Regions from separate parts of the Mus musculus genome. Here region 1 is linked to region 2. A link is a contact called in public Hi-C data. All regions are on one chromosome and are shown on one strand. Each heading gives the region's core, a stretch centred on a gene start, on an enhancer-like site or on the middle of the called end of the contact. The rest is flanking DNA. Distances are from core to core; before and after follow the strand shown.

Region 1 (6,984 bases), core at 4,192-6,691, 49 kb before region 2:
TGGTGTCAGTTTGTAATCCAAGCATCGGGGAGATGGAGACACATGTGTGTAACACCTGAACATATACATGGCCTGATTTTCAATTTCTCATAGTCTTTGTGTTTAATACGCAAAGATGCAGATTTGAAAAATATTAACTTTATATACTTGTGATGGTTTGTATATGCTTGGCCCAGGGATTGGCACTATTAGAAGGTGTGACCTTATTAGAGTAGGTGTGTCACTATGGGTGTGAGCTTAAGACCCTCATCCTAGCTGCCTGGAAGTTAGTCTTCCACTAGCAACCTTCAGATGAAGATGTAGAACTCTCAGCTCTGCCTGCGCTATGCCTGCCTGGATGCTGCCATGCTCCTACCTTGACAATAATGAACTGAACCTCTGGACCTGTAAGTCAGCCCCAAATAAATGTTGTCCTTATAAGAGTCGCCTTGGTCATGGTATCTATTCACAGCAGTAAAAACCCTAACTAAGACAACACTTTTGGAACAAGATTTTATCAAAGATTACAAACAAGTGATATGTTCAGATTTGTAGTTTAGAATCAATAAAGGGGCACATTAAAATAAAGGCAGCATAAGGAGCCTTGTGAGTGTGTCAGTAACTAAGTCCACTGAGAGCAAGAAGGGTATATGTATTGAAGAGTCAAAATAAATCGAGGAACCGTTTAATGTATGACTGAAGAATAGGTATGGAAGAAGATATAGTCATTGTGATAGCTAGCTGCAATCGTCAACTTGACGTCACCTAGAACAGTGGTTCCCAACCTTCCTAAAGCTGTGACCCTTTAATACAACTCCTCATGCTGTGGTGACTCCCAGCCATTAAATTATTTCATTGTTACTTCACAAGTGTAGTTTTGCTGCTGTTATGAACTGATATTTGACAGGCAGGATATCTTATATTGCAACCTTTGTGAAAGGTTGGTTTGACCAAAGGGGTTGGAATCTACAGGTTGTGAACCACTGATCTTGAGTCACCTGGGAAGAGAGTCTCAATGTGTCCAATGTTTACATTGGGCTGGCCTGTGGGTGTGTCTATGAGGTGTTGGATTAATTAAGTTAAGTAATGTGAGAAGACTCAGCCCACTGTGAGTGGCACCATTCCCTTGGCGGGGGGGGGGGGGGGGTCTTCAAATGTATAAAATTCAAGAAATACAGCTGAGCACAACCCAGCAAGCCAGCACACAATGCATGTATGTCTTCCTTCAAGACCTTAACTGTGGGCATGATATAGATAACTGCTTCAAGCTTCTGCCACTGTGATTTCTCTGTAGTTATAGACTATAACCTGGAATTGTAAGCTAAGCTAAACCTTTTCTCTAGTAAATTGCTTTTTGTTAGAATGTTTTATCACAAGACCAGAAATAAAACTTGAACAGTCATACATCTAGAATAATACAAAAACTTGTGGGGTTTTTTTTGTATATAGTATAGATCCAAATGTGAAGCATATCTCAATATATACAGCCCTAGAAAATTCTTGTGTGTGTGCTAATAATGTTACCAGAGTCGTTAACTACATAAAACAATAGGAACAGCACCCCTGAAGAAATATGAGAGAAACCAGACACAAAAGGCACGTACAGTTTATAGAAAGGGCCAAGAGCCAGTACTAATGTGCACTGTTAAAAGTCAGGAGAGTGGTGGAGTGTGGAGGACGTGGGCTAGCATCTGGAACAGAGCCCAAAAAGGGGTTAGAGGCATAGTCTGCGCTTCTCCATCCAGGTGCTCATTGCATGGGCGTGTTCATATATTCTTTTGAAAATTTGACAACTTCTACACTTACACCACACACACTTTCCTTAAGCATATGTGTATGCATACGTGTGGGTGTGTGCAAGCCGCAGTGTGTGTATGGAGGTCAGACAAGAAGATGTGAGATCTGTTCTCTCCTTCCATTATGTGGGTTCCAGGGATCAAACTCAGATCATCAGGCTTGGTGGCAAGCGCCACCTTTACCTGCCGGGCTATCAGGCCAGCCAGCCTATAAGTATGTTGTGAATAACAGAACTGCAGGTCCTTTTACAGTTCCAGATTTCCCGTGTTAATTCATGGCTGTTATTTACCAAGTTATATAAAACCATAGACTGTCCTTCACAGCATCCTCTAGGCACAGAGAGTAGTGATTCGCTCTTGCAGAAGTAAAAACTTTCCATATAATCTTTGTAGCGAGGTGTCCTCTCATTGAATGATGGTTTTTGAGTCTTATGGATAAGATTCATTTTCTTGCATCAGCTCTGCCAGAGCATGCTGCCACACAGCTGTGGGAGATCAGAGAGAGCATGCCACTTCTGTTCTACCAACGCACATCAGTACATCACAGCTGCTGTCCAGCATGTCACCAGAGTGTGAGCTGGTGTCCAGTGTGTCACCCTGAGTGCAAGACACTATAAATGCAAAATTACATTTCCCCTGTTTTCAAATAAGGACATTAAAAAAAAGCACCTTGGAAGCTGAGGAGACGGCACAGTGGGTAAGATGGGTTGGATGGGGAGATGTTCAGTGGGTAAAAGGTTGGGGGTAGGGGATGGCTCAGATCTCTTGAAGATGAGATATTAAGTGAATGTATACACACACACACACACATACATACATACATATACATACAGCTCTTTAAAATGGGCATTTGGGGTTGAAAAAATGGCTCAATGAGTATAACGCTCGCCACGCAAGCATGACTCCAGTGCCCTAGAATCCACATAAAAGGCTGGTCATTGTATTATCCCCATGCTGGGGAGGCAGAAACAAGTGCATCCCTGGGGCTTGCTGTCCAGCCAGTCTTCCTGGATAAGATTGCTACAGATTCAGTGTGAGATTGTCACAAAAAAAATTAGGTGGAGAGTAACTAAGAAATACACATGGCATTGACTTCAGGCCGCCACACATATGTAGGTGCATGTACAACCACACAGAGACATGAGCACACACATGAACCTACACAAGAAAGAAAGACTGAAAACCACCTACATATCCCTCAAGAGCAAGAAGTATTGGCAAGTCAAGGTGTATGTGAAAAATAATGACCACATCAGCACAGATGAAATTATAGTAAGACAATTTCAGAATAATATATCCAATGTCATTCCAGGTATATAAAACAAAGACAGAAAAAAACCTGACCAATATTTAACCTAAATGTAGAAATGTATGTGTTAAAATCACAGTACAAAAGGGACAGAAATGAGATAAAATTGGGGAAAGATGGTTTCTAAATTCTAATGGTGCTCATTTAACTAACTCAGAGTTCTGAGTACCTAGATATATTCATTTTAATGGCATTACCTGTATTTTTTTTAGACAAGATGTTACATGTAGCTCTGGCTGGCCTAGAACTCTCTGTGTAGACCAGGGTGGCCTTGAACTCACAGAGATCCCCCTACCTCTGCTTCCTGGGTGCTGTGCACCAGCCTTAGAAATGTAACTGCGACAGATAGTGTAAATTAAAAGCCACTAACATTTTCAAGCTGTAAATAATTAGAAAATTAAGGAAGATAGCGAAACAAAAAAAAATTTCCAAAATACAAACAGCACCTGTCAGAAGCAGTACATGATGCATAATATAATATTATAAAATTATAAAAGCAAATTTCTGAATATTGGTGCAGAAGTGATCATGAAAATATTAACAAATATAATCTGACAGCAACTTCTTTTCATGAGAAATGAGTGACTATTTGGCAGTTAACAAAATGTGTTGTTAATTTAAAAAGTTATATACGAGTATAATTATACACGGAAGTGATGACAGATCGATCACCCAGTGGAATGAAGAATAAGGACTGAGACCTTTCAATCAAATCAATGATAAGCATTATTTCCTCAAAGAAGTAAGTGGGGGAGAGCAAACGCTGTCTGCTGACACCTGCAAGTTCATCACTACAAGTCACAGGCATGTCCCCATCAACCAGTTCTGCTCTCCCTTTTGCACTGTGGCATCCCTCCAAGCTTGCCACGAGTCTTCTCAGTTTTTGGACAGTTTGGGGGCTTTTGTTTAATTGTCAGGTGAGCTTTGCTTTAGAATAATTTAAGATCTATAGAAAAGTTGTCAAGTGTAGTCTTCATATGACCATGTCATCTGACACCCGCATGGCACGCGTATCTTGCGAAGAAGCCAGTATCAGAGGATCATTACTACTACCAGTCACATTTCAAGTTGCCCCGTGGTTGTTAGGGTCAGATTCTGGGCCCTGGCAGCTAACAAGCCAAGCTCAGCCGCCATCTTTAATAGACCAATTAAAGAGATAGAGTAACACAGAAATGCAAGAAAAGGAGATTTATTTAGTTAATGTGGCCACGTCAGAAAGAGAAACAAAGAGTTTCTGTGACCTGGCTGCCTCCAAGTCCATCTTCATGGTCCTGACATGTGCAGTCAGTCATCCAAGCTGCCACCTGTCACTGTGAGCATGAACATTTGTTAAGGGACAAATCTAAAATGAAATTCCAGCCTTCACTTGCAATTTCACTGTGATGCAAGAGGCAGCACCTGAATGAGAGACTCAACATGAACCAAGGCACCAGGCACCGGAAAGGACACTCAGCAGGAGTCACCATGGTGGCATGCTGTGCCCGTGTCTCTGAAGCTCATCACCACACCACCCTGCCCAGGCAGCCACACTGACTCTCAGCGCTCTTCTTCCAGAAGGTGCCTAAGGACTAAACCTGGCAATGGCCCTTCCTTGTAAACAGTTCTCATCTGGTCCTGTCAGTCCTGTTGAGTCAACAGTTCCTTGTCTGCAAGATAGAATGAAGAGCAACTCAGAAAAGAAAGGATTTATTTGGGGTTATAGCCCCAGAGGGGATGAATCTATGATGGTGGGAATGGCCAGCATCAGGAACCATGAAGCTGGCCCAGAAGTCAGGAAGCAGAGATGAACAGGATGTACAGTCAAGCTGTACAACCTCCCATCCCTGCCATAAATGGTGGATATCCTCCAGCAGGGTCCCACCTCCTAAGGGCTATATGGCCTGTCCAAAGATAATACCAGCTGGCTCCGGGTGTTTACCATATGTTCCTATGGGGCCATTTCATTTTCAAACCACAGTACATCTGCTAGGATGCGGGAAGCTAGGAGCTGCTGGGAAGCATCTGGTTTCTTTAATAGCTACCCACTATGTACCGTGTGCATGCAGACATCTTAGATTGAAAGCTGCTGGCTTGCTTCTCAACTGACCCCCATAACTACATAGCAGCTGTCCATAGCTATTGCTGTGCACTATCTGTCCCTTGTGCCAACCCTCTCTCCAGCTCCAGGCTCCTGCATAGGATAGGACACTCAGAGAATGTCTGACAGCATCCTGACACCACCACAGCAAGCGTCTAAAAGCTCCCATGCTAACAATCTTCAAGAATTGGAAGAAGCAAGAGAGGAAACACGGTCTTTTGAAAGCATGTTGCACTCCACTGCCGAGTGAGAAACACATTTAGTGAGAGCAAACTGCCATCACTCACAAAAAGCTACCAGGGTTCAGAGTCTAATTAGAGAAAAAGAAATCAATAGTGACTCACTTCCTTGTTAGAGGAATCGATTTTCCTGATAAGCTCGCAATATTCCTGGACTTTGTCTTCATCATTTTCTGGCAAAATGGCTCAGCTCCAGCTCTCCCCAAATCACACGGTTACATTGAGATGAGTGGTTTCCAGATGCTGGGAGTCACAAATCAATCTCCTTAAAGAAGCTGCAGCCTCCAGGCAGGCGAATAGGAACAGAAGCCAGCCTGCACTGACAGATAGCCAGAAGGTATTTTGAAAGTCAGAAATCCAGGTGTGGTTCGGGGGTCTTCTGCTTTTCATTCGAACTTTAATACTGACATGGACAGTGAACTTTGCCATTCTTTTTTCAGATAAATGAACCTACCCCCGTTGTACTTAGAAGACCTAACTATGTCTGTGTGGCTGGAGGGATGGCTCAGCTATTCAGAACACTTGCTGCTCTGGCAGAGGGCCAGGGTTGGGTTCTCAACCCCCATATGATGGCTCACAACTGTAACTCCAGTTCTAGGAGATCTGTCTTTCTCTAGCACTGCACACATGTGGTACATACACATATATGCTTGCAAATGTGCATACAGATAAAATGCATAATAAACCTTAAAAGGACTTCACATTGTATCTTACACTTTCACTGCTGAGTATCTGTTTCATGCATTTATCCACAGCCATGCACTTATCCACAGCTTCAGAGCAGCTATTCTAACTGTATAGAAGCTTGCTGAGATGTATAGATTTCCAGTCTGGTTAATTTTGATGCATAGATTTGTTGCCACTGTTGTTGTTTTTGCAAGTACTTTTATAATAAAAATTTCTAAAGATTTGTTTGATCTCTCTTAACTTTCCCTCCTCTCTCTCTCTCTCTCTCTCTCTCTCTCTCTCTCTCTCTCTCTCTCATCTCTTTCTCTATTCCTCTATATTTTGTGCCTGCATGGCCTGGAGAAAAATAATTTCACAGTTCTGAATTATTTATTCATATTTAAAAGGAGATTGGAGTGTGTTTGACATACATGCAGGCTCAGAACAATTCTATGAAATTCAGCAATTGTGTGCAGTAGATATGGGTCCAAATACAGCAATCCATTTAACCCTCACACGAGCCAGCAATGAAGATGCCAACGTTATTCTTATTTACAGACAAGTCCATGAGGACTTAGAAGGTCTTAAGTACTTTTATTTTTACCCAATCTTACTTCACACCCAGGGCTACATGAGACACAAGATCTTAATGACTACATTCTTGAACTTGTCACCTGACCTATCTTGTTCTAGTTTCTAGGACCAATCATGTCCATGCAGGTGCAGTTAAACTTGGTCAGTAATGAACAGTTGCTGAGTCAGTGAATGAGATGTTGGCAACTAAAACACCAGTCTCCCCTATTCTTCCTGCTGACATGCCTCTGCCTAACAAGAAGACCAGGACGGTAGATGTGTTCAATAAATTACAGGGTTTGGAGGTTTCTTTCCCTTAGGAAGGAATTAAGTCTGTCATGGTCA
Region 2 (7,714 bases), core at 1,560-4,059:
TATGTGTATATGTGTGTGTGTGTGTATGTGTGTGTGTATGTATGTGTGTGTATGTGTGTGTATGTATGTTTGTGGGTGTGTATGTGTGTGTATGTATGTGTGTGTATGTGTGTGTGTATGTGTGTGTATTTATGTGTGTGTATGTGTGTATATGTGTGTGTATGTGTGTGTATGTTGTGTATGTGTATGTGTGTGTATGTGTGTGTGTATGTGTATGTATGTGTGTGTGTGTGTGTGTGTGTGTGTGTGTGTGTGTGTGTATACATCAAAGGACAGCTTCAGGTGTCTTTCCTCAGGTGTCTTCCACCTTGTGATTGAGACCAATCTTCCACTTGTGACCAGTCTTTCATTGGCCTGGAACTTCTCTGCATAGGCATGACTACCTGATCAGCTAGCTCCAAGGACCCACCTGTCTCTGCCTCCCACAAGTGTGGGTCACCAATCTTGGCTTCTTAACGTGGCTTATGGGGATCAAACCCAGGCACTCATGCTTGTGAGTTGAGCACTTTGCTGTAGGATTCATCTCCTCAGGCACCAGATACCTACCATTTATGTTAGTAGGCCAAAGGTAAGGTCCAAGGAGGTAGCTTTCCTACAACCCCACACCAAGTGTGGTAGTAGAGACCTGTAGTCCTATATTCCTCAAGGCTGATGTAGAAGATTAATCCCAGAACAAAAGTAAACCCTTGTTCTTGTGGTTTTCTCTAGTGAATTCCTTCCCATTTCATCTTTCATTATTTAACTTCTGTTCTTTAACAGTGGGGCAACAGTGCAGGTAGACAGACAGTGAGTTCTATTGAAGAAGAAAATAACTACAAATCAAAGCAACAGAAAAAAGAATAGGAAGTGGAAATGGCTATGGTAGTGGAGTATGTACCCAAAAAGCATAGGAACTCTGGGTTTGAACCCCAGCACCAAGTGCTATTTCCATTAGAAGACATCATTATCAATCGCTAATCCTATTGATAACCAGAGCTGAGCATCTAAAAAGGAGAATAGCATCTTCAATTTTAAAAAAGAATGAAAAATATACCCTAAAACCTGAAGATGAATGATTTCTTATTGTTAGCCAGGGTATGCTTTCTCCCCAAGGCAGAGCTCTATAGAAGACCCGGGAAGTTTCACTCTTGTGGAAAACTCCCTTGGCCCTGTATTAGTTCTGACTTCACATTTGCACAGACTTGTGGAGTCCTGTATTGTCCCTCGTGTCAGTTGGCTAATTATGTGTGAGTGTGCTTTGATTAATCTACCTATATCTGTCTGCCTGCCTCTATCTATCTATCTATCTATCTATCTATCTATCTTCTGTCAGTCTGTCTAGTATCTATCTATCTGTCTGTCTGCCTGTCTTTTTACCTATCTCTTACTTTTCTCATCCAGGAGAACAGGCTTCATGATGTAGCTGATTCTAGAAAACAATCTCCCACAAAGCAGGCATGGGCTAAAGATCCATTTATCCGATGCTGTGTCCCTCTGTCTGTGTCTACCTAAGGCTGGTGGTTGTTGGTGCAACTTCAGCTAGTGAGAATTTTGTTTCCAGTTAACAGATGAGGATTATGTTTCATGGAGGAACACCTGGGGCCTTCCAGGCTTACTGGTGAGGTTGGTCTAAGTCACAGGGGTGAGGGGTGGGGGTGGGTAACAGGGTTTGTTTGATTTTAGGGTTGTTTTTGCTCATATCTTTTTTCTTTTGTTTTATCTTTTAAGACAGGTTGTTACTATGTAGTCCAGGTTAATCTAGAACTCATCACTTAGCCCAGGCTGATCTAGAACTCATTACTTAGCCCAGTCTGGCCTAGAACCCTCAATTATATTCTTACATGAGCCTCCTGGGTAATGTTTGTGATTTTGGAGATGAGCTGGAGGAGAGTAGATAGAAATAAGGATTTATATGTGCACATGAAAATATCACAAATGACCCAGTTACTCTACATGTTAATCCCAAATGACAAAATAAATTTAGTTTTCTAGACATAAAAATAAGGAGGGAGTCTAGTATTCATGTACGAAAGGCTTTTTATAAATGTAGAAGTATTCCCTCTGGCTACATACTCTGTTGTGTCTAAAAACTAAACCGGATCCTTCTATGCCTTGGTCCAGTGATGCTCTGTCTCCTGCCAATCTCCATGCCAAGAGATTGAGTAAAGCGGTCCAGTTCACCGGTCTAAGCAGGTTCTAAAATGCAAGCCCAGCCCTGAAGCCCAACTTCTTTCAGCCTCTAAGCCTGGCTTAGCTTTGAGGCACCCCAGTCCAAATGGCATGGATTTGAAAAGCTCTGCCATTTATAGCTGAGTGGCTTTAAGCAACCCTTTTCAAACCTAGGTTTCCTCGTCTATAAATGGAAGTGACCATGCCTAACCCATAGTGAGCCTGTGAGGCTCAGTAGGAGAAATTGGGGACCAGGTGTCCATACACCAAGTGTATTATCTGCCTGATTTAGATCAAAGCAGAACATTGGAAATTGCAGTGCCCATGGGTCAGAGGACGCCCACACTAGTTCCTGCTGTCACTGAACTATAAATTAAGCTAAGTACCACCACATCTCTCTTCATGCTCAGGGCCGCCAGGGATGAAGGGTTCGCTGAAGGTGGCCCATAGCACTTGTTTGTACTCTCTTTTCTGTTCCTTGGGGGTTTGCTGAGCGGTTTCCTTAGAACATCACTAGACCCAGCGCGGGCGCTCAGCGCGGATCTCCCACACTGTCGGAGTGGGCGCGGCCCCCTCCCGCCCTGGGTTCCCCGCACGACCACGCAGCCCCGCCCCAAGCCGCCGCCTCCCGTCCTCGGAGGGGCCAGCCCGGGCCCACCCGCCCGCTGCGGTGGGCGGCAGTCACGACTAGAGGCGCGCGATCTCCAGTGAGGTGGCTGCGGGCGCTGCGCGGGGCGGGGCGGAGGCCGGGGAGGTGGGCAGGACCTGGTCAGGCGAGGCCCCAGGGCACACGCCGCCGCCTGGCGCGATGGACATCCCGGGGACCCGGCGGCACTGAGCGATCAAGCACGAGCCTGCGGTTCCCCCAGAAGCCCAACACAGTTCCCGCGGCCGGCCACGATGATTCCTCCAAGTGGCGCCCGCGAGGACAGCGGAGACGGACTGACCGGGGAGGCAACGGGCACAGAGCAGCCGCCCTCTCCTGCGTCCACCAGCAGCCTGGAATCCAAGGTACAGCGCGCCTACACTGGGGAAACACAGAGTCCCTTTCCCTCTGACACCTTTCCTCTGGGGTCCGGGTGCCAGAAGAGATGGGACTCATCCCTAGAGAACTGGGATCCACTGGACCCGTTGCTTCTCATGCTGAGACAGCTGCGCGGACCCAAACCTTTGCAGAGCTTCTGCCTTAGGAGCCCAAGCACTTTACCCTAACCCTGGTGCCCAGATGGCTTCCTTAAGTGGGAGAAGGAGTTTGGATGATGCATGCCCTGAACATACTCGTGCCCACAGCCAGAGTGGGTATGGGTAGCTCCTGGGGGCAGAAAGACCGACACAGCCTAAGGGTACTCTTTTGCATAGCTTTAGCACCCAGCCCACAAAGTGTACCTCATCCTGGGGCTCAGGGATCCTTCACTTACCAGGGTGCCTCCCTAGCTTAAGATACCAAGAGTTTAAAGAAATATATTAAACGAACATAAGTAACTGGTCTGCAAGAAAGTTAGCATTCCCCTTGTAAAAGTTGCTACTCTGTAGAACTTAACACTTGTCTTTTTAAGAGTCACACTAACACATATACACAAACGCAACCCCGCAGCACGTCTCCTGTCACATTTATACTTCCTTTGAAGCTGGCGTGGGTGCCAGGCACATGTTTGGAAAAGTTGGAAGAGAACCAAGCAAAGCGTGGCTGCTTAACAGCACAGAGCCAAATGGCAACCGTGCCAGGAGAGTAAAATTCATAAGATGGAGTTGCTGTTAGCTTCGTAGATTCCTTTACGTGCAAGGCTCCTGGATGTGCAGAGGTCTCTATGGGTACCCGGGGCATTGCAGGGATGTCAGCGCTCCCAATACCACAAAGGGATCCATGTTTAGGGGGCCATCAGCTCAAGGAAAAGTGAGACCCTGTGGTTACACCGTACAGACTTGGACGGCATCGTAGCTCAAGAGGCGCTGGCGTAGGGCAGAATGCTGGCACTGTATGCTTTCGGTGTCAATAGTTAACCACCAGAGACGGTGGTGGTCTAAGACCTAAAGCTTTGGCCCCTCCAATTTAACTCTTGGCTATCTCATCTGGGCACTAGTGGCAACTTCTCTGACATCCAATTGAAAAGGCAGACAAGACCATTTGAGGAATAGATGAGACTGCCTAACTCTACCCTGCTAGCTCGACAGACTTGTCCCTTTGCTGTGAGAGCTAGGGAAGTGGGATCCACCACACTACATAGGCTTCTAGAGCAGGCTCCCTGCCCACATCCGAAACACCTCTTTTCTACCTGGAACCTGATGCAATTCATTCCACTATCCCTCCTAGAGAGTCAGAGCGCCAGCTGCCATTTCAGAGGGGATCTGGAGTTCTGTAGGTAGTGTAAGCGCAGAAGTGAAAGACTTTGTTCTTTTAAACTTTGCATTGGGTCTACCATCCTGCATCCTGCGGTAGGTATGCTCTGCAAAGGTCTTAGCCTTTGGGTAAAACAGCAGCCTGATTGAAACACACAGCATGGGCTTGCTATTTATAGATGTCCTCATGTAAATCATTTGGCAAAGCAAAAACCTTCTATGTAATGCCCGTAATTACCCACCAATTTATCCAGCTTACCATTCAGATCTGTAGACGTCCACTTTTCTCAGTCATCTACCTGCCTGATATGTGTCTCTGCGTCCATCAGTTTGCCACTGTGGCTTAGGCGTCCTAGCCAATGGAGATGAGTTCTACCAAGGGCCTCCTGGACCCTCTGGTACTAGACACAGAACAGCCTGCATGGGTGTGATTTTGTTTTTCTTGAAGTCGTATTTAGAGCTGGATTGAGGAGTTCATACCCTCAAAAGAGGCTGGCCTGCTGCTATGGAAGAGAGCTGGTGATGGGTAGATGGCTTGGGATAGGAGCTGGCGAGACCATCATTGTGCGTAGTGAACTGCACGGGCCTTTAAGAGGCTCTGTTCCATTAGAGAGGAACAAGCCTGCTGAGAAAATGTCAGCGGCAAAGCAGGGATGGCTATCTATTGGACTCTCCCAGGAAGTGGTAGTATTGGTTCAAAGGTGCACATCCCAATATAAGCAAGAAGATAGATGTCTAATGCATCCCAAAAATGTCAAGTAAGCTAAACAGTACTCCATATATCAAGAAAACATCACATGGACTCTATAATTGTAACCCAATTATGATAGATCAGCTAAACACACTCATTTTTTTTTTAATTCCATCCAGAAGGTGCATGGTATAGGTCCTACTGGGCACTGAAATTTTTCTGGCCTTTTTTGGACGTTTAGGGTTTTTTTTTTCTCATTATATGGATTAATTTAAGTATGCATGTGCATATGCGCTTATTACAGTGCCCATGTGGAGGTCAGAAAACAAGTTGCAGGATTCAGTTCTCCCCTCCTGCCAATGGGGAACTCAGGGATCAAACGCAGCTCATGGGGCTCGTGGCAAGTGTCGTTACCCACTGAGCCATCCTACTAGCCCATGGAGACTTTTACAATTCCTTTTAAGAGATACTTTTTAGGTGGCCATGGAGCTATAATCCTCACACTTGAGACGAAGAGGCAGGAGAGCTGCAGCATGAGACCCTGTCTCAAGAAAGAAAGAGACAGACAGACAGACACAGAGAGAGAATGTCTAGCTATAAGAATAACAAGTATTAAATATTTGACAAGTCCAGGGGCCAGGGGAACACCCATTGACTGACAAACTCAGGTAGCACTTTATTCTCTATCTTGCCTATTTTTTTGCCTAATTTTATGCTTACTTAGTGCCAAGGGCAGTCCTGAGTATCTAGTAAATGTTGCCTCTAGTCAGACACAACTCTAAACTTCACACTAGAAGCTTCTACTGTGACATCCATTTCATGGCTAACGAAGTAAGAAGGTCTGGGAAGATAGATGCCCTGGCCAAGGTCACGGCAAGAGCAGCACCAGAACCATGTGACCTTGGATCTGGTATTTTCCATCCTTACCTGTCTTGTTTGTGCAGTGCTCACATCATTCTGATGGTCTAAAGATCAGAACCTCCCTGAGAGATCTGGTGCTGGTAACACATTGTGTCTTCAATCGCGCTTCCCCCTCCTCTTCTTTCTTTCCTTTTCCCTTATCCTCTTTTTGTTTTGTCTAGGATTATAAACATACATCACTACACCTGCCTGTAGATCTTTTAATTACCTTATTTATTACTTATTTATGTGTATGCACACATTTTTGCAAGAGTGTACATAGCATGGTGCACATATTTGAAGATCTGAGGACAACTTTTGGGAGTCAGTCCTGCCCCCCCCCACCACCACATGGGTTCTGGGAATCAAACTCAGGTGGTCAGGCTTGGAAGCAAGAGCCTTCATCCGTGGAGCCACCCAGTTGTGTCTTCTGAAGGAATAGGGCTAGAGCCAGGCAGTGGTGGTGTATGTCTTTGATCCCAGCACTCTGAGTCAGAGGCAGGAGGATCTCTGAGCCTGATCTACAGAGTGAGTTCCAGGACAGCCAGGAACACATGAAAGGACTCTGCCTTGAAAAACAAAACAATAAAAGAGCAAAAGGAAGGAAGGAAGGGAGGGAGGGAGGGAGGGAGGGAGGGAGGGAGGGAGGGAGGGAGGGAGGGAGGGAGGGAGGGAGGAAAAGGGCTAGGGAGGTGGCTTTCTTAGTAAAGTGCTTGCATGGCAAACATGAAGTTCCAAGTTTGGTCCCTCAAACATCCCTTTAAGAAGCTAAGCACAGTTGTGCCTACTTATAATCACAGTGCTGGGGAGACAAAAACCACAGATCTGTAGGTCTTAGAACCAGCCAGCCTACATGCCTCCTTGGCATGTTCTAGGCCAATGAAAGACTTGGCCTCAGAAAGCAAGGTGGGTGGCTCCGGAGGATGACCTACCCCTGGGGGTGTACTCTGGCCCTCCATCTTCAGGAAACACACAGGTATCCCTGCACATATATGTGAACCTGTGCATGTACATACATACATGCACAGAAAAGAGAGAGATCAAGAGCTGGAGGTGTGTCTCGGAGTTGGAATGCTTGTCTAGCTTGCTCAAGGCCCTGAATTCAATCCATCACACCTCAAAACCAAGTAAATTAACCAAGTCACATTGTTGGGTGAAATGGTTAATGACCAACTCTCCTTTGGCTTCTTTGTCCTTGCGTTGGCTACTTCCCACGGTGAAAATAATCAAGTGCTTATTCTAGCACCACCTGGAAACTAGGATACAGCAGACCCACTGGTCTAGAGTTCTGCACAGCATCCTAAGAGGCAAGCACATATATGCAGTGTCTGAGCATATAACATATACACAACAGCACCAAACATAAAACAAGGGCATACAAAAATCTCTAAATATCCATTTTTCTCTGCAATTTTCTTGGAAAGTTGAATTACAGAGGGTTGAAATTAGTAACAGAAGAGAGCATTCATTCCAGGTGTTTTTAAAACTGTATCCTTTTATTGTATGAAACTATTTTAAGGAAATTTCCAACATACACAAAGGAAGATAGAAAGTATGAAGAACCATCACAGATCTAACTAGCTAACCGTCCCTGCTTATTAACTCATTGACAGTAACGTTTGACATTCTAACCCATCA

What was found. A called contact is a pair of places that touch in the nucleus more often than the background predicts.
Region 1: a Hi-C map of the N1E-115 cell line shows a contact between it and region 2, with 2.6 times the contacts expected there. The contact joins the enhancer-like site here to the promoter of Stac in region 2. A contact is called at or near these places in 6 of 39 promoter capture datasets (3T3-L1-derived adipocytes, cranial neural crest, embryonic stem cells and 2 more), 2 of 484 Hi-C or Micro-C datasets (the N1E-115 cell line and nephron progenitors), 1 of 115 datasets of contacts at active chromatin or transcription factors (embryonic fibroblasts) and 3 of 9 other capture datasets (adipose tissue, embryonic stem cells and pancreatic islet).

The regions. Positions count from the first base shown.
Region 1 is chr9:111,738,153-111,745,136 of GRCm38.p6, reverse strand. No RefSeq gene overlaps it. Among named protein-coding and RNA genes, the nearest start is that of Stac, 51 kb to the right of the region's middle. Within about 2 kb of position 5,441, at least 20 of the 459 cell types and tissues checked have an H3K27ac peak or open chromatin away from gene starts, as enhancers often do. A contact at or near this core is called in the N1E-115 cell line, where this site is marked.
Region 2 is chr9:111,685,443-111,693,156 of GRCm38.p6, reverse strand. It overlaps Stac (src homology three (SH3) and cysteine rich domain), which reads left to right and starts at 2,809. Exons shown (of 11, transcript NM_016853.3): 1 at 2,809-3,159. The coding sequence starts at 3,049.